2 separate regions of the Sus scrofa genome follow, and region 2 is linked to region 1. Evidence: chromatin contacts called from public promoter capture Hi-C data. All regions are on one chromosome and are shown on one strand. The core of a region is the stretch at or near the end of the contact, and the rest is flanking DNA. Distances in the headings are between cores, read along the strand shown. Region 1 holds the start of ALG2 (ALG2, alpha-1,3/1,6-mannosyltransferase). Region 2 holds the start of STX17 (syntaxin-17).

Region 1 (2,676 bases), core at 66-2,565:
GGAGAAACTATTAACAGTGGCTGTCTTCAGGGAGTGGAATTGGGATGGGGCTTTTGTAGTCTCCTATATTATTTGAATTTTTAGTTCTGAGTAAATGTTACTTTATTTTTTCATTTTATGGCTGCACTTGCGGCATATGTACATTCCCAAGCCAGGGATTTAATCCCAGCCACAGCTGCAACCTATGCTAGATCTTTTAACCCACTACTCAGGGAGGGGATAGAACCTGCACCTCTGCAGCAACCCCAGCCACTGCAGTTGGTCGGATTCATGGGCCCCCGGGCCACGACAACTCCATCAGTAAATGTGACTTTTTAAGATGAAAATTTTTTTTTGGAAAAAAAAAATACATAAAAAGAGTCTAGAATAGCTAGAGCCCAGATCCAGGTGGACATTATTTACCAAGGTAAAGAACCCAGACTTTTCTCCAAAGACTAGTGGGAAACCATGTTAAAGTTTTGAAAGGGACAGCACCTGTTTAGCTTGGGGTTTTTAACACATGACACTGCTAAGGAGTGGGGTGGTCCGGCTGCACGTGCTATAGTGGGCCATATGTGGCCTGGAAGTAGTGTCAACAGGAATAATGCAAAGAAGGAAGAAATACGAGTTACTCAGAAGTAAAAGGTGACTGAAGGCTGACTTCTAATACTCCTGTTTTCTTAGAGCGAGCACCAAGGCCCGTCGTTTCAGATTCATCGACGATCTAGTGAAAATGCAGATTTCGGGCACCACCTCAGGGGTCTAGGATGAAAACACCCGAGGGTGGGGCCAAGTAATCCGCAACTTTAACGTGTTCACACTAAAGTTCGAGCACCAGCGTCACTCCCAACTCTGATCGCTCCACATCAGTTTCGATGTTTCCGAACAACACAGAGAAATTCAGAGGTCATGCAGCGCGCCCTCCATACAGAGTTAAAAGAGGCTCGGCGATGGCTTGGTGTGGCCACCTCACCTGGTCGCATACGACCACGTCGAACTCCTCGTCGCTGAGGAAAAGCACGTAGAGCGCCAGGTAAATCATGCGCAGGTAGGCGCACACCGCGCCGCCGCGGCCGCCCCAGCCCAAGCTGCGCGGCAGCCAGTCCCCGGCGCAGCGCACCGGCAGCTCGCGGCTTTCGGCGAAGCAGTGGCCCGGGTCGTAGTGCGCGGTCCAGATCTTCACGCTGCATCCGCGGGCCTGCAGCGCCAGCGCCGCGTCTAGCACCAGCCGCTCGGCGCCGCCCACGCCAAGGTCCGGGTGTAGGAACAACACCGACGGCTTAGGACCCGGGTCCTCATCTTGGCCCTGATTCTCCTCCATCGTCCAGAAGCCGCCTCGGCGCGGACGCTTAAGGGCTTCCGCGCATGCTCTTTTCCCCGTCCTCCCAGCGGGCCCTTCTGGGGATCGACCACGCCCCGCGGTGTGCGCGTTGGTTAGGCCACATCAGCGCGAATCTGTGGGCAACTAGTAACTGCCGGAGGAAATTTCTCGTCTGACCATGGCTGGGATCTCCCACTGGCAGAGACTGGACTCTAGGAAGGACTCTGTGATCCAAGTGAAAAGATAGGAAGTCTGTAATTCCTATACAGCACTAAGTCGCCTGTACTAAAATTCCTCCAGGCACATAGTCGGACAGCCCAGGCGTCCCTGGAGTCAGCGAGGACCCTGCCAGCAGGTCCGGGGGCGGGACCAGAATCAGTCTCTCCGGCCGCTGGTCTGTTGAGGGCTCTACCGTTTCCCCGCCATCAACTTCAGTTGCCTGCTTCTCTCCAGTTTCCAGCATGGTATGTGGCCCCAGCCTTGCCTTCTTGTCCCGGCTTCTCCCATGCGCCCTGATTTTTGCCGTATGCTTTGTCCTTCTTCCGCGGCTCCTTTGCTTCCCCCAGGCCCCGGTGCAGGTCTTCGCCGTCAGGGCCCGGGGTCTGGGGGCCGGCCGGCGGCGCTAACCCGTTTCTCACCTTGTCTCCCTCCACAGCCCGGTCCGACGCCCAGTGGCACCAACGTGGGCTCCTCAGGACGCTCTCCCAGCAAAGCAGTGGCCGCCCGGGCGGCAGGATCCACGGTCCGGCAGAGGTAAGGACCCCTGCGATCTTCTCTAGGTGGGCTCGGAGGGATCCGGCCCAGGAATTCTCTGGTTCTGACAAGGAGACTTCTGATGTTACGGTTCACAGGGGCGAAAGGATGCAGGTGGTGCGGCCGTAGCGATAGTTAAAAGACTTTTGGTGTTTTGTGTCTCGAGAGGGAGACATTTTCTTCCCAATGTTCAGTTTTGAGCATCACTTTTGAAATAAGAAAGTTAAACTGGGGTGAGGCCGGAAGCAACATTAAGAAAACTGATGTCATTAATCTCCTGTCTCTAGACCTGAGCTTTACACTCAACATTAGTGTTTGGAAATCCTGTACAGACTCAAACTAACACGACTTGTCTAATACACAATTCTTGTCTCTCCGTTCACCTCAACGTCTGCTCCCAAGTATATCTCTTTACTTCCATATGGCAACTGCTACATACTTGTTCACCCAAGCCAGAACATCGGTGTCATCTTAGATTATTATTTAATGCTGTGGCTCTATCCTGTACCTTTACATTGTACAGGGAAACTTTCTCAACAGTTCTTTCCTTATCCATTTCTTCTGACTCAGTCTCTCACCTAGGAAATATTCTACCTAATTTTTGTCTTCTCTAGGTTATTTCC
Region 2 (2,676 bases), core at 120-2,619, 670 kb after region 1:
TAGTGTACTTGAGGTAGTTTTTTCAGAACTTAACTCAAAAGACCTTTACTTCAGGAGTTCCTATAGTGGCTCAGTGGTTAACGAACCTGACTAGTATTCATGAGGATGTGGGTTCAATCCCTGTCCTTGCTCAGTGGATTGAGGATCTGGAGCTGTGTTGTAGGCCACAGATGTGGCTTGAATCCAGCATTGCTATGGCTGTGGCCTAGTTATAGTCATGAGCTGTGGCAGCAGTTACAGCTCCAGTTTGACCCTAGCCTGGGAACCTCCATATGCAGCGGGAGCGGCCCTTAAAAAAACCCAACACTTCTACTTCAAAAGATCTGTTTAACTGACCCTTGCATAAAAAATTTTTCCCATGGTATTATATAATACTTTAATTTTTCTCCTTAGAATTAAAATTTTACCACCACCTCATTCCTAGAGTAAAAAAACACCAGTGTTCACTATACTCACAAAGAAAATCCAAAATGCTTAGCAGATTTTATGCTTTACTTTAGAAATTGCTTTCAAGGGAATTCTTATAGACCTCTAATATTTATTGATCCACAACTTCTACTTTCACTCCACTGCAAGACCCCAAGAGCTGAGTTTACTTAGCTATGGCTTGAACATCCTTATGACTTCTGAGGACAGTATCATTCAGTGGATACATTCTGAGCAAGTCATCTGAATATTCAAACACATATTAAAAAGGCTGGATCTGTAAGTCAGTCTAACCAGCGAGGAGACCTGTGATCTAGAACAGGGCTTCAAAGCCAACCATCTGCTTGTTCATTGGTAGCAGCTGGTGTAACTGGAAAAACTTGGGAAGGAAATTAAAAAACCCATTCGGAGTTCCAACTCTGTCACTAACTGGCTGAACTGGAGTGAGTCAGCAGAAACTCTTGGAGCCTCAGTGTCATTATCTATAAAGTTAGGATAAGACAGTGGCATTAAGGGCTCCACCTGTTTGGTGGGAGGCAGGAGCAGGTCAGGGAGGGGAGGGAAGCATTGGACCAAGCTTCAATTTCTGCACCTGTAACAGTCAAGACTTTTGCCCTGAACACCTAAGAGGGTTTTGGAGGACGAGAAGGAGAAGGCACAACCTTTCTGAGCTTTAGTTTCAATGTGTAAAGAGGTAAGAACACCTGGCCAACTAATAAAATTCCTAGAACACAGGAAAATGGATAGAAAAAAACCCTGCAAAATGTAGAGGCCCATACGTATGTGAATCGTCTCACACCTAAAATGCAACAGACTTACAAACCCAGACCATAACTCAAGACAACCTCTTAAAGCTCAGCCCAGAGTGGCAACATCGCTTGTACTCACGGGACAGCCGGCCACACCCCTCGAGGCTGGAGCGGGGCGGGAGGGGGCGTGGCGCAGCCCGGCAGGCCTATCGTGGTGCCCCGCCCCGTCGCGCCCGCGCCTGCGCTGTGCGCGCTTACTGGTCTCAAGCGCCCCGGCGGGAGGTAAGGGGCTCGCGACAGGCCGCCTCATGGGTGTCAGGCCCTGTGTGGCATGGTAGGCCGGGTGCCAACCTCGCGCGCGGGAGGGGCGCCCGGCGGGAAGCAGGGTATCAGTTCGGAAGTGCGAGCTCTGTGGGGCTTCTCTCAGCTCCAAGAAGTGATGGTTTCGGTTTTGGAGGCGCTATTCGAAGCGGGTATAGAGGGCGGCCGACCGGAGGAGCTGGTCGGCCTCCTGGGGTCTCAGGGTGGAAAAGTTTCTATCGTCTGCCCTGCCGTGACGCACTGTGGGCCATAGGTCGTCAGCGTCGTGGGCGTCTACGTCCTGAGACTGGTCCGCGTACCCGTTCTCGGCGAGGGTGGGGGGAGGGGCGTTTGGTTTCTGTGGCCCGGGTGCGCTGTGGGTTACTCTGCTCCGAGGTAGTGAGGGGAGGACCCGAAGCGAGAGGGTGGAGTGTCCTGTCAGCCAGACCGGGAGGTGGCTCTTAGAAGGTCCCATGTTTAACTCCCCCTTTTTTAAAATTCGGAATCAGAGGCTCAGAGAGCGGACTATAGGGTAGGACCAGGGGCCTTGACTTTTCTTTCCAAATTTAGGAACGCGTCCCCAAGTCAGAATCTTGTCCGAAACAAATCAGGGCGACGTGGCTGAAGACATTCGGTGCCACTGGTGTGGGGAAATGTTGGAAGATGTTCATCACTTTTTTTTGTTGCCAGCAATTTTGGACTTTTTCTGAGAAATAGGGCTTTTCCTTTATAAATAATCCGAAGTAATTTGGTTAACCTCCCAGTACTTTTTCCTTACTGGAAACTAATGGTATGGTATTCAGCTGGTAATAGTTGTAAGCACCTGCCATTCCCCCATCCCCAGCCCCCGAGCCAAGTGTCTGTGCAGTGAATATGGTTGCAGTTATTTGATGTAGAAATGTTTGGCCTGTCTTACATGAAACAGCTCAACACGTTTTTAAAAAAGACTTTATTTTGAAATAATTTTACAATAACGGAGGAGTTAGAAAAGTAATAGAGAGTTTTCTAGTTTCCTTTAATGTTAGCATCTCATATAATCGTAATACAAATATCAAAAGTAGGAAATCAACTTAGGTACAACACCGTTAACTAAACTATCAGCTTTCTTAAGATTTCATCTTTTTTTTTTATACTAATGTCCTTTTTCTGTTCTAGGATCCAATCTAAGACCCCACATTGCATTTAGTTAACATGGCTCCTG

What was found. Promoter capture Hi-C pulls out the DNA fragments that hold promoters and counts their contacts.
Region 2: a contact with region 1 is called in a promoter capture Hi-C map of liver, with 7 times the contacts expected there. The contact joins the promoter of STX17 here to the promoter of ALG2 in region 1. A contact is called at or near these places in 1 of 5 promoter capture datasets (liver), 1 of 47 Hi-C or Micro-C datasets (heart right ventricle) and 2 of 2 datasets of contacts at active chromatin or transcription factors (alveolar macrophages and skeletal muscle).

What each region holds. Positions count from the first base shown.
Region 1 is chr1:240,983,501-240,986,176 of Sscrofa11.1, forward strand. It overlaps ALG2 (ALG2, alpha-1,3/1,6-mannosyltransferase), which reads right to left and starts at 1,316. Exons shown (of 2, transcript NM_001101029.1): 1 at 953-1,316. The coding sequence starts at 1,300. SEC61B (Sec61 translocon beta subunit) reads left to right here and starts at 1,673. Exons shown (of 4, transcript NM_001243825.1): 1 at 1,673-1,764; 2 at 1,956-2,053. The coding sequence starts at 1,762.
Region 2 is chr1:241,656,095-241,658,770 of Sscrofa11.1, forward strand. It overlaps STX17 (syntaxin-17), which reads left to right and starts at 1,370. Exons shown (of 9, transcript XR_002336997.1): 1 at 1,370-1,457.